3 separate regions of the Sus scrofa genome follow, and all the other regions are linked to region 1. Evidence: chromatin contacts called from public Hi-C data. All regions are on one chromosome and are shown on one strand. Each heading gives the region's core, a stretch centred on a gene start, on an enhancer-like site or on the middle of the called end of the contact. The rest is flanking DNA. Distances are from core to core; before and after follow the strand shown.

The links. Hi-C and Micro-C count contacts between places; a contact is called where the count stands out from the background.
Region 2: a Hi-C map of liver shows a contact between it and region 1, with 9 times the contacts expected there. The contact joins two enhancer-like sites. A contact is called at or near these places in 2 of 47 Hi-C or Micro-C datasets (embryonic fibroblasts and liver).
Region 3: a Hi-C map of liver shows a contact between it and region 1, with 3 times the contacts expected there. The contact joins the promoter of ATG4C here to the enhancer-like site in region 1. A contact is called at or near these places in 1 of 5 promoter capture datasets (liver), 22 of 47 Hi-C or Micro-C datasets (adipose tissue, alveolar macrophages, embryonic fibroblasts and 11 more) and 2 of 2 datasets of contacts at active chromatin or transcription factors (alveolar macrophages and skeletal muscle).

Annotation. Positions count from the first base shown.
Region 1 is chr6:149,817,060-149,819,840 of Sscrofa11.1, reverse strand. All of the region lies in intron 12 of DOCK7 (dedicator of cytokinesis protein 7), which reads right to left. Among named protein-coding and RNA genes, the nearest start is that of ANGPTL3, 27 kb to the left of the region's middle. Within about 2 kb of position 1,485, at least 2 of the 83 cell types and tissues checked have an H3K27ac peak or open chromatin away from gene starts, as enhancers often do. A contact at or near this core is called in liver, where this site is marked.
Region 2 is chr6:149,923,341-149,926,232 of Sscrofa11.1, reverse strand. DOCK7 (dedicator of cytokinesis protein 7) reads right to left here. Exons shown (of 48, transcript XM_021096551.1): 33 at 1,975-2,071. Among named protein-coding and RNA genes, the nearest start is that of USP1, 61 kb to the left of the region's middle. Within about 2 kb of position 1,287, at least 3 of the 83 cell types and tissues checked have an H3K27ac peak or open chromatin away from gene starts, as enhancers often do. A contact at or near this core is called in liver, where this site is marked.
Region 3 is chr6:149,690,612-149,693,311 of Sscrofa11.1, reverse strand. ATG4C (autophagy related 4C cysteine peptidase) reads left to right here and starts at 1,398. Exons shown (of 11, transcript NM_001190284.1): 1 at 1,398-1,497.

The sequences.
Region 1 (2,781 bases), core at 236-2,735:
CCTCAGCTGTAGCTCCGATTCCACCTCTAGCCTGGGAGCTTCCATATGTCACAAGCACAGCCATAAAAAGAATAAATAAATAAATAAATAAAGTCAACTTATTTTCTTCTTTCTATGTTTTCAAGTTTTATTAAGAGTTATATTGCTATCTATTTTTTTAATTTTATATATTTATTTACAGCCTATTATCTGTTTATAAAGTACTATAGGACACTAAAACACAGTAAAATCAACACAAGTTAGGAGTAGATTAAAAAAAAAGACAAATAAGAAAATAAATTTAAAACAGAAATATACATATACCACACACACACAACACATATATGACAGTCCTGTAAATTTGTTACACTTGAATTTTTATTTCTCTTTTCAACACTGCATCATCAGATTTACTAAATGCAAAATACAGAGCTCTGGAGCTTTCTGGTGGCCTAACAGTTAAGGATCCAGCATTGTCACTGATGTGGCTCAGGTCACTGCTGTGGCATGGGGTTGATCCCTGCCCAAGAACTCCCACGTGCTCTGGGCACAGCCAAAAAAAATAGAGAGAGCATGGGCTAAATTTGAAAAACAAAAGACGTAACAAGAAAAAACTACTCTTAAGGAAAAAGACATGCTGATAATAACACCAAAAAGAAAACTCTAAAAAGACCTCAATCAGTGGGAAAAGAGACAAACAAAAAACCAAACCATATCTAGTTAACAAAAATTTTCAATGTACGGAAATATTTTTTCTTACAGTTAAAATAAGTAGAAAATTATTTTACTCTTTTATTCAAGAGTCCATCTTTGGATTTTATTAATCCACACCTCCTACATTTGACATCTTATTGTTTTTAATGCACAAAGTTCACTGCTGTCTTTTTATTTCATTTTGTAATGAACATATTTAAGGCTCCTTTATATCTGTGAGCTCACTTTGAGCCAAATACAATTTGTTCACTACTGTATTCTAAACAGAATACAGAATTGCTTTTATTTTATCCCATTATTTTAAAAAGTGATTTTTAATTTCTAAGTAGTTGGAGATTTTTGTTAATACTTTTATAAATGGCTCTTAGTTTTACTGAGTTATGAAGCTTTCTTTCAGTGGACCTAATATACAATTATTATGTTTCATCAGTTGCTAAAACAATATATTCTCTCCTTTTGAGTACAGAATTAATTCAGATCTTTAAATGGTCCTGATTTATAATACATTCAGATTATCTCACAACTCAATTATTTTCATCTACTTAACCTGTTAAATTGATTAGACTAATGGCCTCCGTTCTTTACTCCCGGTCTGTATGCGTGCCTTTTGTTTAGTGGGACTTAATTTCCTCTCCTAGTCTTGACCATGTGACTTCCTGTAGCCAGTAAGCAAACATGACAGAGACTTGAAAAATATTTGCATAAATAAGCTTGCCCTCTGTCTTGAACTTCTGCCACTGCTACAAGAGCATAACCACGTTAGCCTTGCAAAAAGATAAGAGTGGAAATTGAGAGACATGGAAAAGGTCTGAACCATTTCAGTTTTCCCAGCAGATGTCAGTCTAGATCAGCTGACCCCAGTCAATTCCCAAACACGTGAATAAACCTGACATTCACTCCTCCACAGTGTTTACTGCTGTATACTCCTGAAGCAACAGATAACGTCCCTGCTTGTCAACAAACAGAACAAATGTCCTTAAAACCAACAAATGGATTTAATTTTAGTTTTATTTATTTTTTGTCTTTTTGTCTTTTCAGGGCTGCGGCATAGGGAGGTTCCCAGGCTAGGGGTTGAATTGTAGCTGTAGCTGCTGGCCCACCCCACATCCACAGCAATACCAGATCCAAGCCTCATCTGTGACCTACACCATAGTTCATGGAAATGCTGGATCCTTAACCCACTGACCAAGGCCAGGGATCAAACCCGAGTCCTCATGGATACTAGTTGGGTTCATTAACCACTAAGCCACAACAGGAACTCCAATTTTGTTTTTAAATCTTTACATAGTTCTAATAATTTTGGCTTGACACTCCAAATCTATACATAAACACTCTTGATTACTATATCCCAATCGTGGGTATCTTATTGATATCTTATCGATTTAAAAAAAGGCCTTCGTATCTCATTCACTTGTACCTTGAATTCTATTTTATCAAAATTGTAATCTCTACTTTTTCTTAATTTGCACTTGCCTGATACATAATATTCTAGCTATTTAAAAATACTTTAAAATCATATATGTTAATAGTTAAAAAATACAGAATACAAAAGTCAAGAGAAAGTGCTTTTCATTGCTGCAATATTTCTAGCAATATTAAGTTTTTATAATCACTTTGTTGCAGTGTTCAGTTAACCAGTCTCCAACACAGTGTCCAGAACATGATGAATGCTCAAAAAATATTTATTGGGTATGTAGGCAAGCTGAAAAAAATGAAAAAATAGCTGTGGAAACAGCAGCAGAATTGATATACCAGTTGAATAAGGAGAGAGAGAGAGAAATGTCATAGCTATAAGTCTGTGTCACTGTATGAAGTCGATCTACTGCCCTGTTTCCACAGCTAAATTTGGCCTATCACCTCAACTAAGCAACACTATGGCCTTTTCTAGACTCCTCCTTGCACTATTTTCCATAATAAAAAGACACTTACCACTTCAGACCCTTCTCATCTGCTTTATTTTCCATTTTTGAGTCTCTTAGAGCAGCTGCCTATGAATGCTGCTAATCCATAAATGTGAGAAGGACTTCAAGTAGACGGCCACTTGTCAATTCATAATACATCCTGCCCTAAGCCCTTGTCCTCTAAAGT
Region 2 (2,892 bases), core at 38-2,537, 110 kb before region 1:
GAGAACACACAACATGAGTGCCGAAATACAACAATACATTAATCATAGTATCTGGGAGCTTTGTGATTTCTAACATATATAACGCATGTGGAAAAATAAAAGACATGGAAAAGGACAAAGAGGACTGAAAAGCAGACACTTAAAACTTAAGAATTCTGGAGTTCCCATTGTGGCACAGCAGAAATGAATCCGACTGGGAACCATGAGGTTGCAGGTTCGATCCCTGGCCTCGCTCAGTGGGTTAAGGATCTGGAGTTGCCATGAGTTGTGGTGCAGGTTGCAGACTCGGCTTGGATCTTGCATTGCTGTGGCTGTGGCATTGGCCAGCAGCTGTAGTTCTGATTTGACCCCTAGCCTGGGAACCTCCATATGCCACAGGTGCTATCCTAAAAAACAACAAAAACAAAAACAAAACAAAAAAGAATTTCAACATAGTTATAGTATATTCAGTATTTGCTCTGGTCTGAAGATGTGTCCCTCTTCCAATGTTGAAAATCTAGTGCCCAAAGTAATGGTATCAGAAGGCGAGGCCTTTGGAAGGTAGTGAGGTAATCAGGGCGGAGTCCTCATGAATGGGATTAGAGCCTCTTATAAAAGAGGTCCACGGGAGTTTGCTTGCCCTTTCACTATAAAAGGACACAGTAAGAAGTCTGTAACCTAGAAGAAGGCCTTCACCAGACAACAAATCTGCCGCAATCTTGAACGTCCCAGCCTCCACAACGGTGAGAAATGAATTTCTGTTTTTAAACGTGGCCCAGTATGTGCTATTGTGTCAAAGCAGCCTAAAAAGACTAAGCAGTTTCTGAGAATTCCAAACTCATCTAATGGTACTGAGTCTGCTGCTTTCCCCTCTGCTGGCTCGCGCAGGGCCTTGCTTCCTGTGTTTCACAGTTTTACTGTCTGAGAGCTAATATTCTGTGAGAATCCTCTAAAGCCCAAGCTGAAGCTGATTTTCAGGGAGGGTGATCAATTATCCTGGATCACTTCAGGACAGGACTGAGGGGTTCCCTGGGATGGGACAGTCACTGCAAAAAGTAGGAGTACTAGGCAAACCCAAATAAATGGGTCATCATCTTCTCAAAGAATTTTTGGCCAATCAAGGTACCTGAGGGCTAACTCGAAATTGCAAATGCTCAGGCAAAGTTTAGCCCCTTGACACAATGCCAAGCTCCAAGCCAAGCAATTTTACCTGTGGTCACCTGGGCAGTGAGAAGGGTTTATTTCCAGGTCCCTTTATGCTGAAGATGCAGTCCTTTAGGATCCTGGACTCATAAAAGCGCCTTTTTAGTTGTTTTTGGCAGTGGGGTCAGTCAGTGGACCTAGTTTACCTCTGTGCTAGAAGTGGAACACTTGTACTGTTTGTCTTTCTTTATATTTTAAACTCTAAGAGGGTAAAGATTAGTTTTCTATTTTTTTTTTTTTTATCATTCTTGAGCTATTTGGTTCAGAGTGATACCCAAAGTATGTTTTAAAAATAGTTGCAAAGGAGTTCCCACTATGGTGCAGTGAGTTAAAAATCTGACTGCAGCAGCTTGGGCCGCTGTGGAAGTGAGGGTTTAATCCCCGGCCCAGTGCAGTGGGTTAATGATCTGGTGTTGCCATAGCTGAGGCACAGGTCAGCTATGGCTCGGATTGAATTCTTGGTCCTGGAACTTCCAAACACCATGGATGTGACCATTAAAAAAAAAAAAAAAAAAAAAAAAAAAAAGTTGCAGAATACATTTTCCAAGGAGGGCTATTGAGGGAAATGGAGTAACATTTAAAATGTGTAACTCTTTGCTTTACTATATACCATATGAAAATTCTTCTCCCAAATTCTTTTAAATCTAAAATTTAAAAATAAAATAAAACTATTTTGTCTTCTAAGATTTGAATGCCTAATAAAATAACACTAAAATAATACTAAAATCATTTTCCTCTTGCATTTGAAATCCAACAAGCCTATCAGTAAGATAAAATTTAAGAGTATATTACTTGTCAAGCTTCTCAGTGTTTTGACGCCAGTGAGTCATATCCTTTCTCCACCTCAGATTTTCTTGACTTCCAAAGGCACTTCCAGATGGGCTTCTCTCTGTCAAACAAATTTCAAAACCATTTTTAAAATGTCATTTAGAGTTCCCACAGTGGCTCAGTGAAAACGAATCTGACTAGTTAGTATCCATGGGGATGCAGGTTTGATCCCTGGCCTTGCTCGGTGGGTTAGGGATCCGGTGTTGCTGTGAGCTATGGTGTAGGTCACAGACACGGCTCAGATGCTGCATTGTGTGGCTGTGGCACTGGCCCGCAGTTCTGATTCGATCCCTAGCCTGGGAACCTCCATATGCCGTGCATGCGGCCCTAAAAGAGACAAAAAAAAAAAAGTTATTTCAGTTGGATCATATCCTATGTATATATTTGCAAACAAGAAATACAACACAATGTGATTAATTTCATACATTTTATTTCAGTACAAGTAGAAAAACCTAACAATGGTGCTTTTTCTTCAAAATTATCTATTACAGAAGAAATACATTTGCTACGTGTAACACAAAAACACACTTTAAAAATTTTTATTGAAATATAGCTGATTACAATGTGAATAAACACGCTTTTAAATAGGCAAATTTTCTAATACTGACTTTCCCAAAATCTTAACTATAGTTTATAAGACCCTGCATTTCCTTATCTCCTACCCTCTCCACTCTCGTTTACACTGCCGTTACTGCGTGTCTGTGTACAACTGTATATGCAGTCTCGCTACTTACGTTCCTGACTTAGGATGTGATGGTTGTTCCTTTCACCTGATTTTTTTTTCACAAATTTTTACTAGCCAATCATTCATCACCTCCACAGGAAGGCCTTCCTCAACTCCTCAACACTTCGTTTCCTCTTTTTTTTTAAAAAAAAAAATGA
Region 3 (2,700 bases), core at 149-2,648, 130 kb after region 1:
AAAGACAAAAAAAAAAAAAAAAAAAAAAAAAAAAGAAAAGAAATGTTACATTTGCTACAGCTTTGTGTAATTGGTTATTTGGTTGCCCTATCATATAACAAAAATAAATAGTTGTGGTTACCTGTTTTTGTCAGACTAATAATAGAAATTATTAATAGAAAATAATATTCAAACCATTAAACACATAAAAAATTCAGAACCTTTTCAAATCTAGTTTTTTTTTTTTTTTTTTTTTTTTTTTTTTTTTTTTGTCTTTTTGCATTTTCTAGGGCCACTCCCGCGGCCTATGGAGATTCCCAGGCTAGGGGTCCAATCAGAGCTGTAGCCGCCAGCCTACGCCAGAGCTACAGCTATGCAGGATCTGAGCCGCATCTATGACCTACACTACATACAGCTCACGGCAACGCCGGCTCCCTAACCCACTGAGCAAGGCCAAGGACCGAACCCACAACCTCATCTTCCTAGTCGGATTCGTTAACCACTGAGCCAGGACAGGAACTCCTCAAATCTAATTTTGAACTTTTCAACTTTGCATTCTGAAAGATTTTCTTTCCCACATGGTTCCATAGTCCAGTAGTGCAGAATGTTAATTTTTTGCTTCCAGTTTTTATTATAATTTCCTATGCAATTCAGAAGCATGTCTAGCAGCCTTGTTCCAGTACAATCCGGTGGTACTGCAAAGACAAAACAGGATCAAACTTTGCAATAATTTGTATTTCTCTCAAAACCGCTTATGAGGAAGGATGGAAATTTCCATTTCGTAAGAAGCCTTTGCAGACTGTCCTGGGTTTCAATTCTAGAAAATAATCTGAATGTGGAAAATAAGTATACATATTCCTTAATGTTTTACAAGAATTTACCTACAGTTCCAACTGTAGCTTGGTTTATGAGTAACTTCACAAAAGGATAAGACGGAATACCGTTTTTTTTTTTTTTTTAATCAAAGTGGGGCTTGGTAGAAAAGAGTACATTAGTCCAACGGATTTAACAAATTCTCCGCAATCGCACTTTGAGTTTTCGGGTGTCAGGGGCGGAGTGAGGAATAAGAGGCGCAGGGCATGCTGGATCTTGTAGTCCCGCGCGGGAGGGGCGTGGTATTGCATGGCCTGCTGGGAGTTGAAGTCCAGTTCAATAGGAACTCATGGTGGGCATAACGCAGTTTGTCTATCACGGGCACCGCTTAGAGACGGATACTTTGGTTCTGTCCTTGCTATATTGGTGATTTATGGTCTGACGTAGTGAACGGGGCGAAAAAGGATGGACAAAGTAAACGAACCAGGGGCCTGGTGACGCCTGCTATTGCTGTCGCCAGTCTGTAAGCTTGAGTGCCCCGGAAGTGGCTGTCCTGCTGGGTTTGAAGGAGGGGGTGGGGCGTTCCTCTTACTACGGTGGCCGGGAAGCTCGAGGTGCCTGTGGCTGCGGCGCAGAGGTTGGAGTGTCTGCGTTTTTGCTGGCAGCTCTTCTGGCGGCTGCTGCTAGAGCTGGAACATTTCCCGGGTTGGTGGCTCCTACACATTGTTTACACTTCTCCAGTTCTGTTTTCGGTGAGGGGTCGACTTGAGGCTAGCGGAGTCAGGAGAAGGTTGGGGCTTAGTGTCTCTGGTCCCCGAATGACCAGGTTTCTTGGGGGGCCTTGCACTCACTGGAGACCCTGTGGCAGACCGTGTAGGCTTTCAGAATTTGGCGCCTCCCTCATCTGCTCCTGTCTAGTGTCATTTGTTTTCTGACTCCTCACTCTTCCTGAGATCCAGAACTGACAAACCTTAAGCCTTCCTGTGGGCAGCTGTTGCCCTCTCTTTGGAAGCTTTTCTTTCTTGTTTCAGGCACGATCTCTTGTCTCCTAAGCTCATCCATTTAACTTCTTCCCTATTTCTCTCCATCTAAAAGAAAAGAAAGAAAACAAATTAGACGCTCAAGATCTCAGTGTTCTCATTCCTAACTCCTTTATCCCTTTTTTGGCCCTTCTTACTAATTCATACTCTGATAACACTTGCCTGAATATCTAAATGCTTTTCCATCCAGACCTTAACGTTCAGTCACTTTATTTGGTTTTTAGCCTGAGCGCTTCCACCTCTATCTACATGTAAGGGCTTTTTAGGTTGGAGGTTCATCTGCGTTCTTAGGATAACTGATGAATGGGAGAGTGATCGCCAATGATTAGCTAAGCGTGACTCTACTTACTGAGTTTATATTTCTTAAGATTTCTTTGGCTTACATTTTCGTTTTGTATTGATTATTTTCTCGCAGGGGGTTCGCTGCTACCCTGCGTTAGTGGAGAATACCTCCTCCTACAGCTCTTCGTATCTTAACTGAGATTTTTTTTTTCTTTTTTCCTACTTCAGGCATATGTCCCCAGTGGAGGTTTGTGCAATGATTTTTGTATCAGTTAATAGATAGACACAAGGGAATGCCTTTCCTCCCTTGTTTATGATTTGTAATTAGTGAGTCATTGAAATTACCCAAAGGGATTGAAAAAGCTTTGGAAGGTAAAGTCTATGTATATACCAATTTGCAAAATAATAAAGTGTCTTCCCTGAACGAGGAAGAGTTTCTAATTAGTCCAGTAATCTGATGCTATATTGAATTAATTATCAATTCTTTCACTGTAAAATTTTGGGAACTGTTTAATGTTAAAAAATAACCAATAGAAGGAATTTTATAGTTTAGTAAAAATAGTTTAAAAAACCACTTAACTGATGT